Regions from separate parts of the Canis lupus genome. Here region 1 is linked to region 2. Evidence: chromatin contacts called from public Hi-C data. All regions are on one chromosome and are shown on one strand. Each heading gives the region's core, a stretch centred on a gene start, on an enhancer-like site or on the middle of the called end of the contact. The rest is flanking DNA. Distances are from core to core; before and after follow the strand shown.

Region 1 (2,700 bases), core at 192-2,691, 47 kb after region 2:
GTATATTTTATAATAAGCTATAATTTTTTAATGGACTTTTAGGTGTAATTTAATAAAATATTTATTCTCTTCTTTTGAACTCCTGTTAAAATTGGAAATGTTAGCCACAAGTTGGTACATATTTTCACTGCTTTTTCTTCATTATAACTCAGCAAAGAGATCACGTCAGGTCATCTCAGGTCTCCCACATTATCACCACGAACTCTGTCTTTTTTTAATTCAAATGTTATAATTTTATCTTATTTGGAAATTTATATCTTGGCTTTGTATCGCTTTTTTTTTTTTCCTGACTTTGTTGCTTTCTGTTGGTTAACTGACCCTTTATTTCTTATTTATGTTCACCAAAGGAATTAGCAGCAAAAGTCGTTCAGATGTTCCATGTGGCTGAGCCAAAGCAACTGCCCCATATTCTCTGTAGTCCTTCTATGAAGAATATTAATCCTCTAACTGCCATGAGCTATCTAAGAAAGCTGGATACTTCTGGGTTTTCATCGATCTTAGTGACATTGACCAAAGCAGCACTGGCTCTGAAAATGGGAGATCTTGACATGCACAGAAATGAAATGAAAAGCCATCCAGAGGTACAGTGCCCTGCTTGGTATTAACAGCAGGATGAAACAGAACCTGGTAGTCCTGAGGTGTTTCCTTCTGGCCTCTGCCTAGTTCATTTTTTTCTTAGTCATAAAGGAAAATAGACTTAATGTTAGAAAAGAAGTGACCCAGAGTGGGAGTGCTTGGGCTTTGGATCTGGTAAATGGAAAAGAAATAATGATCAGTGGGAGCAACGGGTATCCAAAGACCTTTCAACTTTGCGTTAGGTACTTTCAGAGCACAGTACTTGGTACTAAAGAATATACAGGCTCTGCCCTAAGGGACAGTCTAGTCTAGTGTGAGGGATATGGTATGTCCACTGAAACAGAATAGAGTGTTGTGTATTCAAGTACAGCAAGTGAGTTAACCATGAGCCTTAGGAGTCTAATAGTTGAGGAAATGGCCTGCACTTGGGAAAATTACAAATTACGTGATGGAACATTGGTATTTGAATGATATATTAAGGAAAAGGAAGTTTTTCTTTCAAAGAGAGCCCATTTAGGGCCATGTGCCAAAGATGTTAAACATTAAGGGAAGAAATTAAAAGGTAATGTTAATTGAGCACATTACTTCCTAGGTCTCTTCTAACCCTCTTGCATATGCTATCTTACCTAATTCTTACAACAATGCTCTAAGTTAGAAGCTATTATTATACCTACTATACAGATGAGGGAACTAAGACAAAGAGAGGATAAATGAGATGAGTTGTCCAAAATCACATAGCTGGTGAGTGTTTGAGCCAGGATTTGGAGCGGGTAATATGACTTTTGATCCTGTGCTCCTATACTGCTGTTTTGTTGCCTGTGATCAAATGCCCACAGTATCACGTTAGTTTCTAAAACAAGAAAGCAGAAGTGGTTTATCATTGTACAAATGACATGTTTTGTTATGCTGAAGAGAGCGAGTCAACATTGAGGTGTGCTCTTCCTTTTGAAGAGTACAATTTTAGAAAGATAAATTTTCTTAGGAAATATTCTTTTTATATTCTTAAGGTATATTATTTTTAAACAGCTAGACTTAAATATAAGGCTCTCTATAAAAATAGGATATCCTGATGCTTAAATATTAATAACTTCTTCAAAGACAGTTAACAGCAATGTCCTTCTTAAAGCAAGAGCTTTGTAGTTAAAGAAAAAGTTGACATTGAAATATTAATAGCTTAACCATGAACCTTGAGCGCAGTGGCATATATTTTCAAGATGACTGCAATGCACATTTTGATCCTAAGTATCTTATCTGAAGATGAAGTTGGTATGTGGCTTCATTCTGGAACCTCGGCTACTGATGCACCAGAGAAAGGGACAGATTGTTCCAACTGAGCTTGCAGCACACTTGAAGGACACTCAGCCTGGACTGCTTGTGGCTGCAGTTCTGGGTTTACAGAAGAACAACAAAATTGGAATTGAAGAAGCAGATTCCTTTTTTAAGGTTTGTCATTTTCAAAATGTAATGGTTCTGGATAGGCCGATAAAATTGGTGGGGGACAGGAAGCAGAACAAGAGACTGAGTTTTCATTTGTTTATTAAAAAAAGACTTACCCATAACAAATTTATAAAAGTACAGATTAAAAAAAAGTATCTAGAAAATTCCATTTATGCCATCAAGAATCTATTTTCTGTTCAAATATCTGAATCTACTTTCCCCTTGTCATTAATGCTAATGATAAATTATTAAGTGCATCGCCCACACGATGGAGTGCTATTCAGACTAGGTGTAACTTGATCAATACTATATTTATCTGGGATATGGGGGCTTGATCCACTGTTTTCAAGGTACTTTGTGGCAAGGATGAAGATATAATTCCTCAGCTCTTGGTAGACCTTTGGGAAGCTCAGCTTGTAGCAGGTCTCCCAGATGTGGTTCTCCAGGAACTCTTTTTCAAGCTCACATCACAGTACATCTGGAGATTATCCAAGAGGCAGCCCCCTGACACCATACCATTGCGAACATCACAGGATCTGGTGAGAAAATAGAATAATAAGTTAAATTAAACTTATACATTACACATTACAATAGTTTACCTTCTTATTTATAATGGTTTAGTAGCAAACCTCATTTATATTACCAGATATCTTATAGACAGGAATTAAAGATACATTTAAAATTCGT
Region 2 (2,700 bases), core at 94-2,593:
TAAAATCCTAAAAATAAAAAAAAAAAAAAAAAAAAAAAGATTGAGAGCGTTACTATGCGTAAAGCAGGGACTGGAGCGAGCAGGGAAGGCCGCCAGGAACCCTACCTGTTCAGCGATGCCTCTTCTACCCACCCAGTATTTCAAAACGAAAACTCCCAACAAGGGTTCAACAGATCTACTTCCTCGTGATGATCTTCTATTGAAACCGAAATATATACGAGGTGTCTGACTCTTAACCACACACCAAACGCCGGTTAAAAAAAAGAAAAAAGGAAAAAAAAAAAAAAAACCAACGAACCAGAAACAACTTGCAAATGTGGGGCTGTTATTACATGTGACGCCATTTACACGGTGACGGAGACTGCATCCAGCATCCGCTATTTCAATTATCTCCAAACAAAAAAAAATAATAATAAAAATAAATAATAATAATTCTCTCCAAACAGAACCCGTGGTTTCAGGCAGGTCGTGGGGTGGGGGTGGGGGGAGTGACCCTCCCTCCGGCCTGTCGCTCGCTCCCCTTTGCCTCAAGGGTACCCTCCTCCCTCCCCTCACGGGTAACTTTCTGCAACAGGCCCGAAAACCGCTGTGGAGAATGAAAAATAAGGGGAAGTGCGCTGAGGGGCTCCCTCCGAGTTTCCGGGCTCCCGAGGTCGCCGGGGAGCTGTTTCCCCGCGTTTTTCCCGTGCGCCGCGTACCCCGCTCCGGCCGCACCGCACACACGGCGTCTCCATGTCGGCGCAGGCACCGGGCCTGGGAGCCGCCGGGGGACGCGGCCGGGCGGGATCGGCCCTTTATTCCGCGCAACCGCCGAGAGCGCACGGGGAGCATCTAACGGGTGTTTCCTGAGTGAAGCTCAGGCAGCATCTCGGCCGAGGAGCGGCGCCCCGAGCCCCGCCCCCCCCTCCACGGCCCTCGGGCGAGAGACCCCCCCCCAGGCCCTGGCTTGCGGCCCGCCCGGGGAGCCCCCCTCGCCAGCCAGCACTGGGCATTCACTTCTCCCGCGGCGAGGGGAGCCGCCGGCAGGACGCCCACGAGCTGCGGCGGGAGCGCGGGGAAGGTCAGGTTCATCTGGGGACGCCGACAGGCCGTTACCCCCTGCGCCCCGCCCCCGCCCCCTTCACCTCTTGAACATCCAGGACATGGCGCTGAGCCGCTGACGGACCGAAGGCTTGGGCGCCCCAGCGAGCCCTCGAGCCGCCTCAGTACTCCTCCCCGCAGGCCCCACCGCCAAGGAGCACCGGGCGGATGCCGAGCGCCGGAGGAGAAGCGCTCCGGCGGGAGTGAGACGCCGCCGAGTCTAGTCAGACGTCGACGCCGTCGCCTTCTAGCAACAAGCTGAGAGACCAGCGACGCCCGCTGACTGACACTGGGATCGCCCAATCGCGAGGAGGGGCCTAAGGAGACGAACCAATCAGAGCGCGGGAGGGAGGGCAACTCCGCCCCACGCAGGGATTCAAAGGCAGTAGGGGGTCCCGGCCGCAGGGGCGGTTCCATCCGGGTTCTTCCCCGCCCCCGAGGCGGGCGCGCGGGAAAGCCACGCGGCCCCGGGAGTCGGAGAGGCGTACCCGCGGCGCCCGCGCCTCCTGCCCGATACCCAGCCTCAAGCCCTGGGAGGCGGCCCCGCTGCCCGCGCTTTGCCCCGGGCCCAAGCCTCGGCCCCAAGCCTCGGCCCCGGGCTTGAGGCGTCACCTCGGCCGACCTCTTACGTTCTCATCTGACGCGGCCCGTGCCGCCCGGGTTCCCGAGCCCCGGAGCTCCCGGGTTACTTCCCTCGGTTTCCCGCGGTGAACCTCGGGCGCTTGCCCTCGAGCCACTCGTTTTGAGCGTCGGTAGCGAAATCTGAGGGGACACGGCAGCGAATTGTGAGAACTCGAGGCTGGAATGTTGACCCCTTAGGTTAAGTAAAAATATATTGTTTTAAAATGAATTTTGACACTCCCCCCCCTTCCCCCCCCCCCCCGGAGTTGCCTCTTCATCTTCTTCTTCTTCTAAGGGAAATATGTTCATTTCCTGAGTTAGAGGACAGACCTAAAATGGGTGGCGGGGGGACTGGCTGGCGGCGACCGGTGACCCCCGGGCGTGGTGGGCGGAACCAGCTTCGCCTGCAGCACCTGGCGGCCCAGGTGGGCAGGTGAGAGGAAGTCCCTGAGCTCCACCGATGGCTCGGGAGCCTAAGGAGAGCCCGAGGAGAACCGGACTTTGGGTGCAAATAAATTCATCAGAAACGCCACTGTTGGGGGTCCCCGGGTGCCTCAGCTGTTAGGCGCCTGCCTTTGGCCCAGGGTGTGACCTAGAGACCTGGGATCGAGTCCCACGTCAGGCTCCCCGCATGGGGCCTGCTTCTCCTCCTGCCTGTGTCTCTGCTTCTCTCTTTCTCTGTGTCTCTCATGAATAAATACATAAAATCTTAAAAAAAAAAAAAGCTACCATTTTCGTCTTCCTCATCATCTTCCTTCTGTTTACTGAAATGAAATAAATCCCTGCAAATTCGATCTCTCTTTCCATTACTGGTTCATGCTCACGAGGATAGCTTAAGGCAATGAACAAATGCCTCTTGAAAAGCTGTCTTATTGACTACTCTTCATACTGTGCCGAAGGAAGTGTAAAATGGACCACTCTAGGAAGGGCAAGGGTCAATACTGACCTCTTCACAAGTACATCTACTCTTTGATCTTTGACAGTCACACAGTCACACGG

The links. A called contact is a pair of places that touch in the nucleus more often than the background predicts.
Region 1: a Hi-C map of blood shows a contact between it and region 2, with 2.3 times the contacts expected there. The contact joins the enhancer-like site here to the promoter of HLTF in region 2. A contact is called at or near these places in 2 of 9 Hi-C or Micro-C datasets (both in blood).

The regions. Positions count from the first base shown.
Region 1 is chr23:44,484,545-44,487,244 of UU_Cfam_GSD_1.0, forward strand. It overlaps HPS3 (Hermansky-Pudlak syndrome 3 protein), which reads left to right. Exons shown (of 14, transcript XM_038571184.1): 11 at 348-581. It overlaps CP (ceruloplasmin), which reads right to left. Exons shown (of 22, transcript XM_038571174.1): 22 at 2,096-2,549. Among named protein-coding and RNA genes, the nearest start is that of HPS3, 28 kb to the left of the region's middle. Within about 2 kb of position 1,442, at least 5 of the 20 cell types and tissues checked have an H3K27ac peak or open chromatin away from gene starts, as enhancers often do. A contact at or near this core is called in blood, where this site is marked.
Region 2 is chr23:44,437,369-44,440,068 of UU_Cfam_GSD_1.0, forward strand. HLTF (helicase-like transcription factor) reads right to left here and starts at 1,344. Exons shown (of 25, transcript XM_038571167.1): 1 at 1,125-1,344. The coding sequence starts at 1,144.